Linked DNA regions of Sus scrofa: regions 1 and 3 are each linked to region 2. A link is a contact called in public Hi-C data. All regions are on one chromosome and are shown on one strand. The core of a region is the stretch at or near the end of the contact, and the rest is flanking DNA. Distances in the headings are between cores, read along the strand shown.

The links. Hi-C and Micro-C count contacts between places; a contact is called where the count stands out from the background.
Region 1: a Hi-C map of embryonic fibroblasts shows a contact between it and region 2, with 2.2 times the contacts expected there. The contact joins the enhancer-like site here to the promoter of RAP2B in region 2. A contact is called at or near these places in 3 of 5 promoter capture datasets (fetal liver, fetal skeletal muscle and liver), 10 of 47 Hi-C or Micro-C datasets (adipocytes, brain, embryonic fibroblasts and 6 more) and 2 of 2 datasets of contacts at active chromatin or transcription factors (alveolar macrophages and skeletal muscle).
Region 3: a contact with region 2 is called in a Hi-C map of skeletal muscle, with 4 times the contacts expected there. The contact joins the promoter of ARHGEF26 here to the promoter of RAP2B in region 2. A contact is called at or near these places in 2 of 47 Hi-C or Micro-C datasets (alveolar macrophages and skeletal muscle).

What each region holds. Positions count from the first base shown.
Region 1 is chr13:94,012,713-94,017,306 of Sscrofa11.1, forward strand. No RefSeq gene overlaps it. Among named protein-coding and RNA genes, the nearest start is that of ARHGEF26, 140 kb to the right of the region's middle. Within about 2 kb of position 1,424, at least 4 of the 83 cell types and tissues checked have an H3K27ac peak or open chromatin away from gene starts, as enhancers often do. A contact at or near this core is called in embryonic fibroblasts, where this site is marked.
Region 2 is chr13:93,304,780-93,309,384 of Sscrofa11.1, forward strand. RAP2B (RAP2B, member of RAS oncogene family) reads left to right here and starts at 3,333. Exons shown (of 1, transcript NM_001123185.1): 1 at 3,333-3,884. The coding sequence starts at 3,333. The coding sequence ends at 3,884.
Region 3 is chr13:94,153,563-94,157,947 of Sscrofa11.1, forward strand. ARHGEF26 (rho guanine nucleotide exchange factor 26) reads left to right here and starts at 2,256. Exons shown (of 15, transcript XM_021069689.1): 1 at 2,256-2,390; 2 at 2,812-3,964. The coding sequence starts at 2,879.

The sequences.
Region 1 (4,594 bases), core at 174-2,673, 710 kb after region 2:
TCAGGGGAAATCTCCTGTTCTTGTAAGTGGGAATGGTTCCTGAGCTTCTTCATTTTGCTTATATTTTTCTTATTCTGTGAGTTTAGGGAAACCAATTACTGTAGTCTTGGAAGGCTATTTATATGCAAGAGCACCTCTGGGTATTTTGTGAGGACTTACTATTTATTTTTGGTGTGAGAGTTTGGATGCTTGGACCAATGGAGGATAAGATGGGTTAAATTGCAGTAGCAAGAACCCATGGGAAGGTGGTGCAGGCTGCTCCTAGCTGCAAGGCCCTGGGAAGTGGCAATGACCCTCAGGCAGGTTTAGGAAGCACCTGGAGCATTTGGCAATGGCAGCAGCAAGGCATGTGCATTCCCAGAGAAGTGAGAATAATGGTTGTTGCTCAGTTGCAGTGCCCTCCTCTGTGCCAACTGCTGCAGTTACTGAGGCTGCAGGTGGTACCTCTTCACGGACCCCTAGTGGTGGTGGGCCACACCCACCTCTGGAATCAGAGATAACTGACTGTGGTGGTTTGTGGGAGGAGGTAAGTACTACATCTTACTCTTCTGCCATCTTGATCCTGACAAGGGATTCATAAATAACCTCAATGTGTTCTCATCTGTCAAGTAGTTTTCTCATCCATTCACTGTTCACTCCTTATTTACTGAGCACCTTCTAAGTATCACAAACATTGCAACACTGGGGATAAAATGAATGAGGCAGACAGTTCTCACCAAGCCTCAAGGACAAATGGGGATAGAGAGAATGAAACCGTGGGATTATAGAATGACAGATTCAGTGTAGGGGAAGTAGAGGGTGGTGTAAGAGCAAAAAGAAGGTAAACCAATCCATGTTTTAAAATCTAGGAAATCTTCCTTGGAGTAAATGAACTCTGAAGTTTCAGAAGGAAAAAAAACATCATATATTCAAAGAACAAAGTTTAGTATGGCCAGATCACATCATATGAAGTGGGACAATAGGGAATACACAAAACTGGAGATAAGGAATCAGGCCATGAAAAGTCATGTTGAGGAGTTTGGAATTTATTTTCAGGGGGGAAAAATAAGGCTATTGATAGCTTTAACTTGGGGTGTAAATATCAAGTTTTCACAGTGGTTCTCTGGAGACATGGTGGAGAATGAATTTGAGAGAAACAAACAGGAGGCAAGAAAACTTGCTAAGAAGCTATTAAGATGATTCAAGTAAGAAATTAAAGTTTCCTCAACTAGTGTTCTGGCAGTGATGATGGAAAAATAAAGATTCAGACAGATTTGAGATGAAAAAGAAAGTAGACCATGATGATTTACTGAGAGAGTGAAGGAGGTGGACATCATCATTCTCAACAGATGAGTCAGGTCCTGTTACTTCTCAGCTCAGAACCCTGCAGTGGCTCCCATCTCATTAAAAAATGAAAGCCAAAGTCTTTACAATATACCACAAGGATGACAGAGTCTGTACAACACAGCCCCACCCTGCCTAATACCTCAATGACTTCACCTCCTAATGCCCTTCTGCAAGCTCACTGTGCCTCACCCACTTTAAGGTCCTGCTATTGCTCAAACATTCCAGGCATGATCTTTACTTTCAGTCTTTGCTCTTGCACTTTGTTCTGTCCAGATGCCAGTATGGTTCACACCTTGTCTTCTTCCAGTCTTTTTAAAATATCACCTTTTCCTTGAGGCCTCCCTGATCATCCTACTAAACATTTCAACCTCCAGGACAGTACTCCCAAGTTTTCTTCTGAATACCTCAGTTTTTGATTTACAGTAAACAATAATGTAAATACTTATTTATTTTGGTTATTGTCTATCTCCCACTACTAGAACCTAAGCTCTTTTAAGGCAGGGCTTTTTGTCTTATTTTGTTTACCACTCGATCCCCAGTTCCTAGAAAAGCCAGGATATAGTAAGTACTCAATTTTTATTGAATGAGTTAGTGGGTAAACGTCATGGCTGTAGCCTAGCCAACTGATCAGATGATGATTCTAATTACTGATATAAAAGAATGAGAAGTAGGGAAGGTTTGCACTGAGAAGCTTATGAGTTCAGTTTGGGATCCTTTGGAAGATTCCCTTGCCCACTACTGCAACTATAATATTAAAAGCATTAACACTTTTACATAAGTCAAAACTGTTAACAAAATTTCAACTTTCTTAGAAAAACAGGAGTCAAACTCTTTTGTAAGAGAACAACCAATGGAATTACAGAGTTGCTCTCACTGATGGGGCATCTACATTGGTTTCCTGCAGGTCAACCAATAAGACTGTGAATTAGTATACATCATGAAGATGCCTGCAACCCTGAACTCTTCAACATGGCATAGAACATATAGTGATGTGGACACTCAGAATAAATATGTTTATGGATTCTATTTGAGGTCTTTTATATCTAGACAAAGGATTGGCAAATAATTATCAGATAATGTTGAGGTAATTTACTCAACATTTCATCTAGCAAAAGTTAATGTTTATTTCCCAAATTCTAAATCAAATATCAAGTAAAAGATAGATAAATGGAGGATAAGATGGGTTGAATTGCAGGAAAAAAAAGTACTAGCAGATGCAGTTAAGTTCTTGGTACCTAAATTTGTTTTCCTTTGTTTCCTTAACAATTTAGAAACCTTAATCAACTCTTAAATAGTGATTTTTCAGCCCCAACTGAGAACAAGTTTCCATAAATCTGTGCTTCTCAAAATGTTATGGGAGTTTCCATTGTGGCTCGGCAGGTTAGGAGCCTGACTAGTATCCATGAGGATGCATGTTCAATCCCCGGCCTCACTTAATGGGTTAAAGGATCCACCATTGCCATGAGCTGTGGTGTATGTCTCCTGGGAGCTTCCGTATACCACAGCACAGCCCTAAATTTAAAAAAAAAAAAAAGCAAACAAAAACCTTTTAGCATTCATTAGAATCACCTGTAAGATTTGTTTTTGTTGGGCACCAAAACCAGAGTTTCTGACTAAATGGGCCCCAAGAATTTGCATTTCTTATAAGTTTCCAGGTGATATAATTGCTTCTGGACCACACTTTGAGAGCCACTCTCTAAGTCAACAAGACTTTCCTGGATGATTTGTAAACAGTTTGATCATTTCAACGGGGCTCTTTGCTGACTCCCAACTGAAGTCAGTTGAATTGAATATATGAATACAGAACCATTAAATGGTGTAAATTTAATGAAAATTATTTTTAAATTTCTTTTACTTAATTTATTTCTGACATTTTTCATAATTCAGTCTGTTTCTTTTTCTTCTTTTTTTGGTAATTTTTGGTTAAAATGGAAGGAAGCATTTACCTTTGTATGATGGGATAAAGGTTTATTGCTGAGCACAATACTATTCTGTGTTAATAAGCACAATACTATGTGTGTTATGTTTCCTCTCTTATTAACTTTTTGTTTTCTCCTAAAGTCAGTAATCACCTCATTTTTTAATTTGCTTAGTTTTCTATGACTTAACACTCATGTGATAGATCTTTCCAATGCTTCTTGATATTTTCCAAGTAGTCAAACAAATTGTATAATCAAATAATACAGTCCCCCCCCCCCCAGAAAACCCACTCCAACTTCCTGCTCTAATCGACAAGTAGTTTTCTATGCAGGCTACATAACTGTTATTCTTGAATATCCTTTGTCATTTTCCTATGTTGGATCCATCCACTATTTCCTAATCCAAAGTCTTCCTCTTTCTTGATTTACTTTCTTTGTAGAAGAATATATTCCAGTTGCATCATGAGAAAGAAAAAATATTAAGTAAATTTTGTGAGCTGTTGCATGCCTAAAAAATTCTGAATTCTTGATTAGATGGGTACAGTGCTTTTCCTTTTAATGTGGCTTTTGACTTTTTCAAACTCTTAGAAATCTCTTTCACCAGATGTTCTGAACTTTTATGTGCCTTATTGTGGGTTTTCCTTGTGGGTTGGGCACTGAGTAGACTATTTCAGTTGAGGGGGTCACACATGTCAACTCTGAGAAATTTTTTTATGTTATTTGATAAATTTCCTATGTGTGTCTACAGAACTCTAAGAAGAAGTAGTATTGAAGGTCTTTTATTGTCCTTTAAATTCCTTATCTGTTTTTCCAATTTCCCATCTTTTTGTCTTTTTTAAAGCTTTATAGATGCTTTTTGCAGCTTTATTTTCAAAGCCTTCTGTTGAATTTTAATTAAATTTTACCATGTATACAAGTTTAATTATTTTAATTAAATATCATATATTTAATTTGAGAGCTTTCTTTTCTCTTTCAGAGTATTCTCATAACATTGAGATCATTAGTTATAGTTTTTTGGATGTTCTTTCTTTACTGCTTTGTGTATTATTTCTTTTCTCATTCACTTTTTTTTTTCCGTAGTTTAATATTTCTTTCATTTGGAAGCTATTTCTCTACATCAGCAGATCTTGAACATTAACCTACATCAGAATTATCTGAAAAGCTTATTGAAACACGGAGTACAAGGCCACATCCCCAGAATGTTTGATTCAGTAGGGCTGGTGTTTCTAACAAATCCCCAAATGCTGCTGATGTGACTTGTGCAGGGACTAAACTTTGAGAACTAGTGTTTGGGGTGACATGGGGTTGTATACTTCACAGAGTAGAAATCACTGGTGTATATACAGATT
Region 2 (4,605 bases), core at 2,083-4,582:
AATACCCATCCATGGCTGGAGAGATAAATTAGGAGTTTGGGATTAACATATAAACACTACTATGTATAAAACAGATAACCAACAAGAACCTACTGTTTAGCACAGGGAACTCTACTCAGTATTCTGTAATAACCTATGTGGGAAAAGAATCTGAAAAAGAATGGATATATGTATAACTGAATCACTTTGCTGTACACCTGAAATTAACACAACAGTGTAAATCAACTATATTCCAGTATAAGATAAAAATTAAATTGAAAAAATACCCACTCTCATGGCTGAAGATGATCTTTTTTTAGATAGTGCTGTCAAGCCACCTGGGTTGTAATTGTCATGAATTTAGGGGGTGCTGCAGCTTTAAAAGCATCTTTCCACACATTATCTGTTTATTATCCCTGAGGATAGGCTGCCACCATGAAAAAAGGAGCCAGGACTCTAGGTTCTAATTCTGCTCAGCTGACTATCATTTTAATGAAGGGTTTGGTCATCAGATTCTCTCCAAGATTCCTCAGGTAGCTAGGTGGGTGGGGCGAATTTTATTATCATTCTTTTATAGGTAGAGAAACTTAACTAAGGTTAGGAGCGCTTAAAGTACTTGTCCAAGGTCTCAGATAATAATTGATATCCACTACTGGTCAAAAGACCTCAAGATTCAACCTAAGAAAGATTAAAATCTGGGAACTTTCCTGTGAGAAGGTTGTATTGCTTAATGGTTTCAAGACCAGGTTCTGCAGCCCAACACCTGGGTCAGCATCCTAGCCTAGCCACTCACTAGCTGTGAGATCTCATGCCAGTTACTGAACGTCTTAAGGCCTCAGTTTCCTCATCCTTAAAATAGGTATATATAATTATGTTTACGAGGAGTAAATAAGACAGAACATGTAAAACGCCTCTCAGACATTAAAAGCTAGGCGAATGTGAGGTTCCCTCCGGCTGTATTAGGAGAATTTGCCGTAAAGGTTTCTGGAGAATTACATAAGCATAACTACAGCCAAACACTTTGATAACCCCTCTGCCCACTAAATAGCGGGGCCACGCGCAGGGACGGGCTCAACCCCCACCACCCAAAGCTTTGGCTCCTGCAGGCGACTCGCCAGGTCCCTTGGCCAAGAATTCACGCTGCCGCCCATCACACTGCAAGCTAAGGCTAGGAGGTTAATTCGAAAACATGGCCCTGAGTCACCGCAGGACTGAGGGAACTGAAACCAAACGTTAGCACACCTCCTGGTTTGTCCCTCCGAAGGGATGGTTAAACCAGTGGGAAGTGGCATCGAATAAAAAAGGCACGATACAGAGACAGGTTGACGCAGCTCGGTCCCTCCCACTCTTATCCCTGGGGCTCACGCTAACAGCATTCAATCTTTTGACAGGTCTTGACATCTCTCCTCCGCGAGGAAGGAGAGAGACTTGGAGCAAGTCGAGGCATCTCCCTGGTACCTCCCGTGATTGTGAGCCCAGCCCAGTCTAGCGAACTCCCGCCCCAAAGCAAAGACGTTTTCTAAAGGCAAGCCCGGGCATTCCCCCACCCGAGTGAGATGAATTCATAGTGGCCCATTTCCACATCCTAGCCCCTCCCCCACCCTGCTAAAACAAACAAACAAACAGAAAAACCACCAAACTTGGAAACTTTGCTGTTTCTTGAAGACCAAGAACTGTAGCCAGCTCCCTTCAACCGACTGTCGTGACTGGGCACCAAGAAGTTAGATTCTCTCCAATACACCAACAAAGGACTATATTTAGCTCTGAGATCTCCGCCTAAATTCCTTATTTTTTTCACTCTTAGCTTCAAAACGACTAGGATGGGGAAGTGGGAGGAAGGGGGCGGGGAGCAGCAGAGAAAGAACAGCTGTGCCTCCGCCTCTCAACTCAATCTCTATAAATAACCAATCACGAGCGGAGTCTACTTTTTAGCCAATGAAGCAGCCCAAACTGATAAGATCTTGGCAGTAGCCAATGGGAGAGCATTTGAGGGTGTGAGATTTGCGCCCCGGGACCAATGGGTCCAGAGTCTGGGAGAGGTAATTTGAGCTAGAGTGTGGGTGTGTGGTGCACAAGCTTCCTACTTCCAAGCCCCCAAACCTGCTCTGTGCACTGAGCATGCCCTGACTAGCTGCGGGCGCCACCGCCGCTTTGGATAGGACTGTAATCCGCTCTCCAGATTTTGGCCCCAGCTGACTGGGGCGGGGGAGGGGGCGAGTGGGGGGGCGGGGTGGCCCGCGGAACCCTAGCCCGAAGACAGCTCTGGTTAGTAGAGGCAGCCCTTTCCCTAGTCGCAACAGGGTTTCAGACCCAGCATTCCCGTTTTCTTTGTCCCAGAGATGAAAGTGCGGGAGAGTAGGCCAGAGAAGGTCGGGTAGAAAGAGCTGCGCCTTGGGTAGGGGAAGATGGTCTTCCCGCCAAACACCCAAACGTCCTTTGGGTCTCAATCCCGGGAGACACACCCTCCGGGGGTCTGGGAAGTGGGATCTACGGGCTCTGAATGATGCGAGGCAAGAGCCCAATCCTCCCTATTCCCAGGGAGGAGTGAGGGGGTGGCTGCCGCACCCACTCGCTTCTCGAAGAGCCTGAGCCCCTATGTATGAACCCAGAGCGGCGAAAGAAGGCTGCCTCCAACCTCCCACTGGAGCTCTCCCAGCCCGCCACAAACACCTACACATCCCGGCACATTTGTCCTCTTGCTGGGAGACCAGAGCCTCCGGCGAATCCGCTAGTCCCGACTCAAATCGCGAGCCCCACCCACAACCCCGCCTCCGCCCGGCTCCCTGGAAAACCAGGAGCAGCGGATCCGGCGGGAGCGGCCGGCGGCGGCGCACTGGGCATGCTCGTCCGGGCGGGGAGGGCCGGGCTGCGCGCGGCGAGTAGGAAGCCCTCGCCCCGCGGAGGCTGAGGAAGAGAGCTCCATGGGCCGCGGCGGTGGGCGCACGCTCTGCGGGGACTCATGCCACGCGCGTCCCGGCCCGACGCGCAATTAGCTGCCGCCTCCGCAGCCCGCTACCTCCGCCGCCTCCTCGCCCTTCTGGGCTGCCGCGACGAGAAGCTGCAGCCTTCGCTTTGCACAGGCTGCCGGCATTGTCCTCCGGTTCCGCCGCCCAGGCTGCCGCTGCCGCTGCCGCCGCGGGCTGCTGCGGGGCCCCGGACCTGCGCCCCAGGGACGCGCTGCCGCTGCCGGCCGGCCCGGCGCCCGGCCCCCGCTCGGTGATTTCCGCGCTCTGCGCTCCTCGGCCATTTCGCTCCTGAGTTTTTCCTGCGGAGCTGAGGAAGGGTAGAAGTCCAGCCGCCAAGCCCAGCCTTACTACGGCGCGCAGCCCCGACGGGCGAGCGCCGACGGAGCCATGAGAGAGTACAAAGTGGTGGTGCTAGGCTCGGGCGGCGTGGGCAAGTCCGCGCTCACCGTGCAGTTCGTGACCGGCTCCTTCATCGAGAAGTACGACCCCACCATCGAGGACTTCTACCGCAAGGAGATCGAGGTGGACTCGTCGCCGTCCGTGCTGGAGATCCTGGACACGGCCGGCACGGAGCAGTTCGCGTCCATGCGGGACCTGTACATCAAGAACGGCCAGGGTTTCATCCTCGTCTACAGCCTCGTTAACCAGCAGAGCTTCCAGGACATCAAGCCTATGCGGGACCAGATCATCCGCGTAAAGCGGTACGAGAGAGTGCCCATGATCCTGGTGGGCAACAAGGTGGACTTGGAGGGCGAGCGCGAGGTCTCTTACGGCGAGGGCAAGGCCCTGGCCGAGGAGTGGAGCTGCCCCTTCATGGAGACATCGGCCAAAAACAAAGCCTCGGTGGACGAGCTGTTTGCCGAGATCGTGCGGCAGATGAACTACGCGGCGCAGCCCAACGGAGACGAGGGCTGCTGCTCGGCCTGCGTGATCCTCTGAGGCGCCCGCGGCTGCCGCGCGCCGGCCGAGCTCTGCGCACAAAAGCCAAACGCACCCGACTCTAAATGTGATTTCTCTTCTTGCTTTGAGATTGGAGACGACTTTGCATCGGCCGGGGTGTCCCGGGAGCCCGGCTGGCCCCCGTGGCCATGTCCCCTGCCTCTGCCCCGTGTCCGAGGGGGTGTGCCGTTCTGACCATCCGAGACCCGATGGAAATGTGGCTCTTTGCGGCATGTACGTTTCTCATTGATTTTGGTTGACGCGTTATTTCCCCATTGACGCAGCCGTTGGGGCGCTGTATTGGCAGCTTGACACCGGCAAGCGAAAGTTTCAGCCTGGAGAAAAAAAAAAAAAAAAAAATGGGGTGGGGGAGGAAGAGGACGGGGAGAAGGTTGGAAAGGGGGAGTTTTTTGTTTTTGTTTTTCTGTCCAAAACCGTTTTTCTCGTTCCAAGTTTTAAATACTCGGAAGGAAGTCCGGGAGAACCAAATGAAGGAGCAGGAGGAGAGGAAAAAACTTTTGTTTTTTTTCCTCGTTTTCCAGGAGTAGCTGGAAATTAAGATCGGGTTCCTTTTCTGCCAGCTTGGAAGGGCAACCCCGTGACTGATTATGATTCTGAGGATGTCTATGCAAAGTTGGATTCTTGTTACAGTGTATCCAATCTGAAGTATTGCACATCTGAACTGGGACTGTTAACACTGATGCCAATACAGTGTGGGGTG
Region 3 (4,385 bases), core at 1,006-3,505, 850 kb after region 2:
TTTTTTCGAAAAATCTTTTTGGCGTTCCCATTGTCACTCGGTTAAGGACCCGACATTGTCTCTGTGAGGATGCAGTTTCCATCCCTGGCCTCACTCAGTGGCTTAAGGATCCAGTGTTGACGTGGCTGTGTTGTAGGCTCCAGCTGCAGCTTAGACTTGACCCCTCACCTGGGAATTTCCATATGCTGCAAGTGCTCATGGAAGAAAAAGAAAAAAAAAAAAGGAAAAAATTCTTATAAATATTTTGACGCCATTTCTTTCAGTTTACAAAAATACCTCAGATCAAAGTAACATATATTTGGTGTACAGCATTTGGTAAGTACAGCAAAGTATAAAGAAGCATGAAAAAATATCTGGCTTCATCTCACCATCACCCAGAGATTGCCTCAATATTTTTGATCATCACATTCAGTCTCCCTAGGGCAAACACCAGTACTCTTTGGATGCTCAATACATCCTTGCTGAATGTGTGAATGCCAAAAAAGAGAACTTGGAGAACAGCCTATATGTCTTGCTAATATAAATAATTATAAAGATCTAATGGTCTAAAAATCATCTGTCTTCTAAAGTTTGCCTTATTCTTTTCACATAGCAGGAGGCTGGCCAACTTTCTACTGTTTGGCAGCAGAGCACTCTGGGGGGAAGTGTCCTCACATCACTCCTCTCTTTCATTCATTCACTCAATAAATATCAAGTGCTCATTATGTGCCTGTAATACAGAGGACCAATAACCATGCCCTCTTGCAGCCTTCAGCTGAAAGAAGATAAAACTGATAGTAAATATAAAAATAAGTACATGTGGAGTTCCCTTCGTGGTGCAGCAGAAATGAATCCGACTAGAATCCATGAGGATGTGGGTTTGATCCCTGGCCTTGCTCAATGGGTCAGGGATCTGGCTTTGCCATGAGGTGTGGTGTAGGTCGAAGACTAGCTCAGATCCCACTGTTGCTGTGGCTGTGGCATAGGCTGGCAGCTGTAGCTCCAGTTCAACCCCTAGCCTGGGAACTTCCATATGCCACGGATTCTGCCCTAAAAAGCAAAAAACAAAAAAAAACATATATATACACACACATGTATATATATAAAACTATATGAATAAATATGTTTGTGTATTGTGATATGTGTAGAAAAGGAAGAGAACAGGTAGCGGGGTCAAAATCTGATTCAGGAGGGAAGGCCTCTGATGGAATGATGGTCAGAAAGTCAAGGAGGAACAAAAGGGAAAATTCTGAGCTTGTCAAACTTTGGTCTAAAAGTGAAGTAAAAAGTGTTGAGGGAAAAGAGTAGGCTGCAGGGGTAGGCAAGTCACTCAGAACCTTGTAAGTTATGGAGAGGATTTTGAGTTTTGTTTTATGTATGTTTAGAGATCAATAAACCTTTTTTGTAATTTAAATTGCGTTTACTTTTAACAGGTAACATTTGTCATTCAAAGCATAAAGATCCAAAGATTATTGAATGAAAACACTACGTTTCTCCGGATTCCTAGCCACCCAGTTTCCCCTCTCAAGAGCCGGCTGTATGTAAACTTCCAGAAATATTCAAGGCACAAATAAGCAAATCTCTCAGTCTATAAAAATATTTTAGGAGTTCCCGTCGTGGCTCAGTGGTTAACAAATCCGACTAGGAACCATGAGGTTGCGGGTTCGATCCCTGGCCTTGCTCAGTGGGTTAAGGATTCGGCGTTGCCGTGAGCTGTGGTGTAGGTTGCAGACGCAGCTTGGATCTGGTGTTGCTGTGGCTCTGGCACAGGTTGGCGGCTACAGCTCCAATTAGACCCCTAGCCTTGTAACTTCTATATGCCCGGGAGCGGCCCTAGAAAAGACAAAAAAAAAAAAAAAAAAAAAAAAGTAGGAGAAAGGGCAAAGGATTTGTGTTTTATGACCACCTGAATGGTGAGGCGCCTGGCTTTCTTGCGTTCAGAGCTACCCGCTCCAGCTCAAGCGCTTCACAGACTCTACTTTGCCTGGCACCCGGTTTCTACTAGGGAGGTTCGTCCGGAGGCCCAGGGCTTCGTAAATTATGTCTGGGCAGGGCTCCCACGCTCGTTCCCACGCTGTGCTCCCGGCAACAACCCCGCGCGCCGGCAGCTCGCACGCCGCCCCCTGACTACATCTCGCGGCCGGGAACCTCGGAGCTCCGCGCTCAGCCCAGGTGCGCTTGTCTGTTTTTAACAGAGTCAGGGCGGGAAAGCAGCAGCTCCGGGGTGGCTCAGACAGAGGAGGGCCCGGGCGTGGTCAATGCTGAGGGAGGGATCAAGCTTGGGGGCGGAGCCGAAGCCTAGTCCGCTGCAGAGCTCTCCAGAGCTCCCGCCGCCGCGATTCCGTCCCGGACCTGGGCCACCCACCGGGTGGTGGGTGCTCTTTGGCCCCGGGTTCTGCAAAGCCCTGAAGGTAAATCCACCTGTGAGCCGGGCAGCTAGAGTGCTAGGGGACCAACGACGGGGGCGGGCGGCTGGATGGCGGAAGAGGGGAGCGTCCCGCGGCGAGTTTCCCAAGAAAGCTGAACTCGTCCCAAGTTTCTTGTGCATCAGTTTGCACCCGGCGAATTGGTGGCGGTCTCTTTCCGTGCGGGTGGTCTTTGGGCTCCGGAGAGACGTGGAGGTGATTGGATTAGTACCCCACAGTGTGGCCCAGATTCTGAGCGGGACTGCGCCGGGCGGTGGGCACAGTTTTTGCCCGAGAAAGGGAGGGTGTTTGACGCGCAGTTGTGTCCGGCGCAGCGTTCGCGTGATCGCCGGGCTCAGAGCGCGCGTGTCTGCAAGGCGTTCCTGGTTGTCCAGAGGCAAAGTTCCATGACTTCTTTCCTCTTTAGGCAAGACTAACTGGGTGCTGTTCACCCCGGGGCTGACTCGCTCCCTGCCCCCCACCAAGGCTCCGCTATGGACGGCGAGAGCGAAGTGGATTTTTCCAGCAACAACTTAACCCCGTTGTGGCGGAGGCGTTCAACCCCTCAGCCCCAGCTGCTGGGCCGGAGCAAGCCGAGGCCCCAGTCCTACCAGAGCCCGAGCGGATTGCTGATCACGGATTTCCCGGTGGAGGACCGAGGGACGCTCCCTGCGGTGCAGACTCCGGCTCAGGTGCCCACCTCCTCCGACGGCAGGACAGTCCAGAGGAGCCCGCTGCTTCTTTGCGCCCATCGGAGAGCGGTAACCAATGGGAGGACCGTCTCCCCGGAGTGCAGGGCTGTCTCTCCTCGGCTTCGACGGCCCAAGTCACCCCAGGTACCCAAAGTGGCGTCGGGCGGAGCCCCCAAATCCCCAGCGAATGGCACGGTGACCTCGCCGGCGCCGCAGCAGCTGCACCCCCCGCACCCCCCGCGGACTCCTCAAGTACCCGCTCCCTGCAGCTCGGAAGACAGGGCCAGATTCCCCGCCAGCCCCCTGCCTTCGTCTGCTGCAAATGGGCTTACTCCTAATATCGCCTCTCCAGGCGCCCGTTCGCTGCCCGGCCAGATGGCCAAGGACCCTGAGCGGACACCCTCGAGACTTTCTCCTGCTCCCCAGAAAAGGTACTTAGAACAAAAACTCCCCCTCCAAAGGCTGCCCTCACAGGAGAATGAGCTCCCGGAGAATCCTTCAGTGGTTTTGAGCACAAACAGCCCCGCCGCCCTCAAAGTGGGGAAACATCAGATCATTCCGAAGAGCCTGGCCTCGGAAATTAAAATAAGTAAATCTAACAATCAGAATGTGGAGCCCCACAAGAGACTGCTCAAGGTTCGCAGCATGGTGGAAGGACTTGGAGCACCCCTGGGCCCTGCAGAGGACGAGGGCGAGGCGGAGAACGACGTGGACAGCCCGGGGTCTCTGCGGAGAGGCTTGCGGTCCACGTCCTATCGCAGGGCCGTGGTCAGTGGCGTTGACTTTGACAGTCCTACCACCTCGAAGAAGAAGAACAGAATGTCCCAGCCTGTTCTGAAAGCTGTGATGGAAGACAAGGAGAAGTTTTCCAGCCTGGGAAGGATAAAGGTAAGAATGGGCAGGAATGTGGCAAGTCACTAAGTCAGGCATTCTCTAAACTACTAGTGAAGGTGTTGAGGGTGGGGAGGAGGGGCACAGAGGAAACCAGAAGAGATTGTTCTTTTTTAATTCTATTGTTTGTTGATCAGACCCCTGCCCTTTTATCTCTTCGCCATTCTATTGCTGGCAGGCACAGCCCAGGTTAATGCAGCTTTATGGGAGGAACAGAAACTCTTACCACTGTTTTAACTTTCTAAGTTTGGGCATAATGTGGAGGACAAATGGGGGAAAGGTACAGCAAATTAAGAATTGGCTTAGTGAATCCAGAACACTTTTAATACATGTAGCTGAAAAGGGAGTGGAGGGCAGGTGTGGCTCTGCAGTCTTGACTGTGGTCAGCTGTCTGATTGGTTACTGATTCCTCACAGCT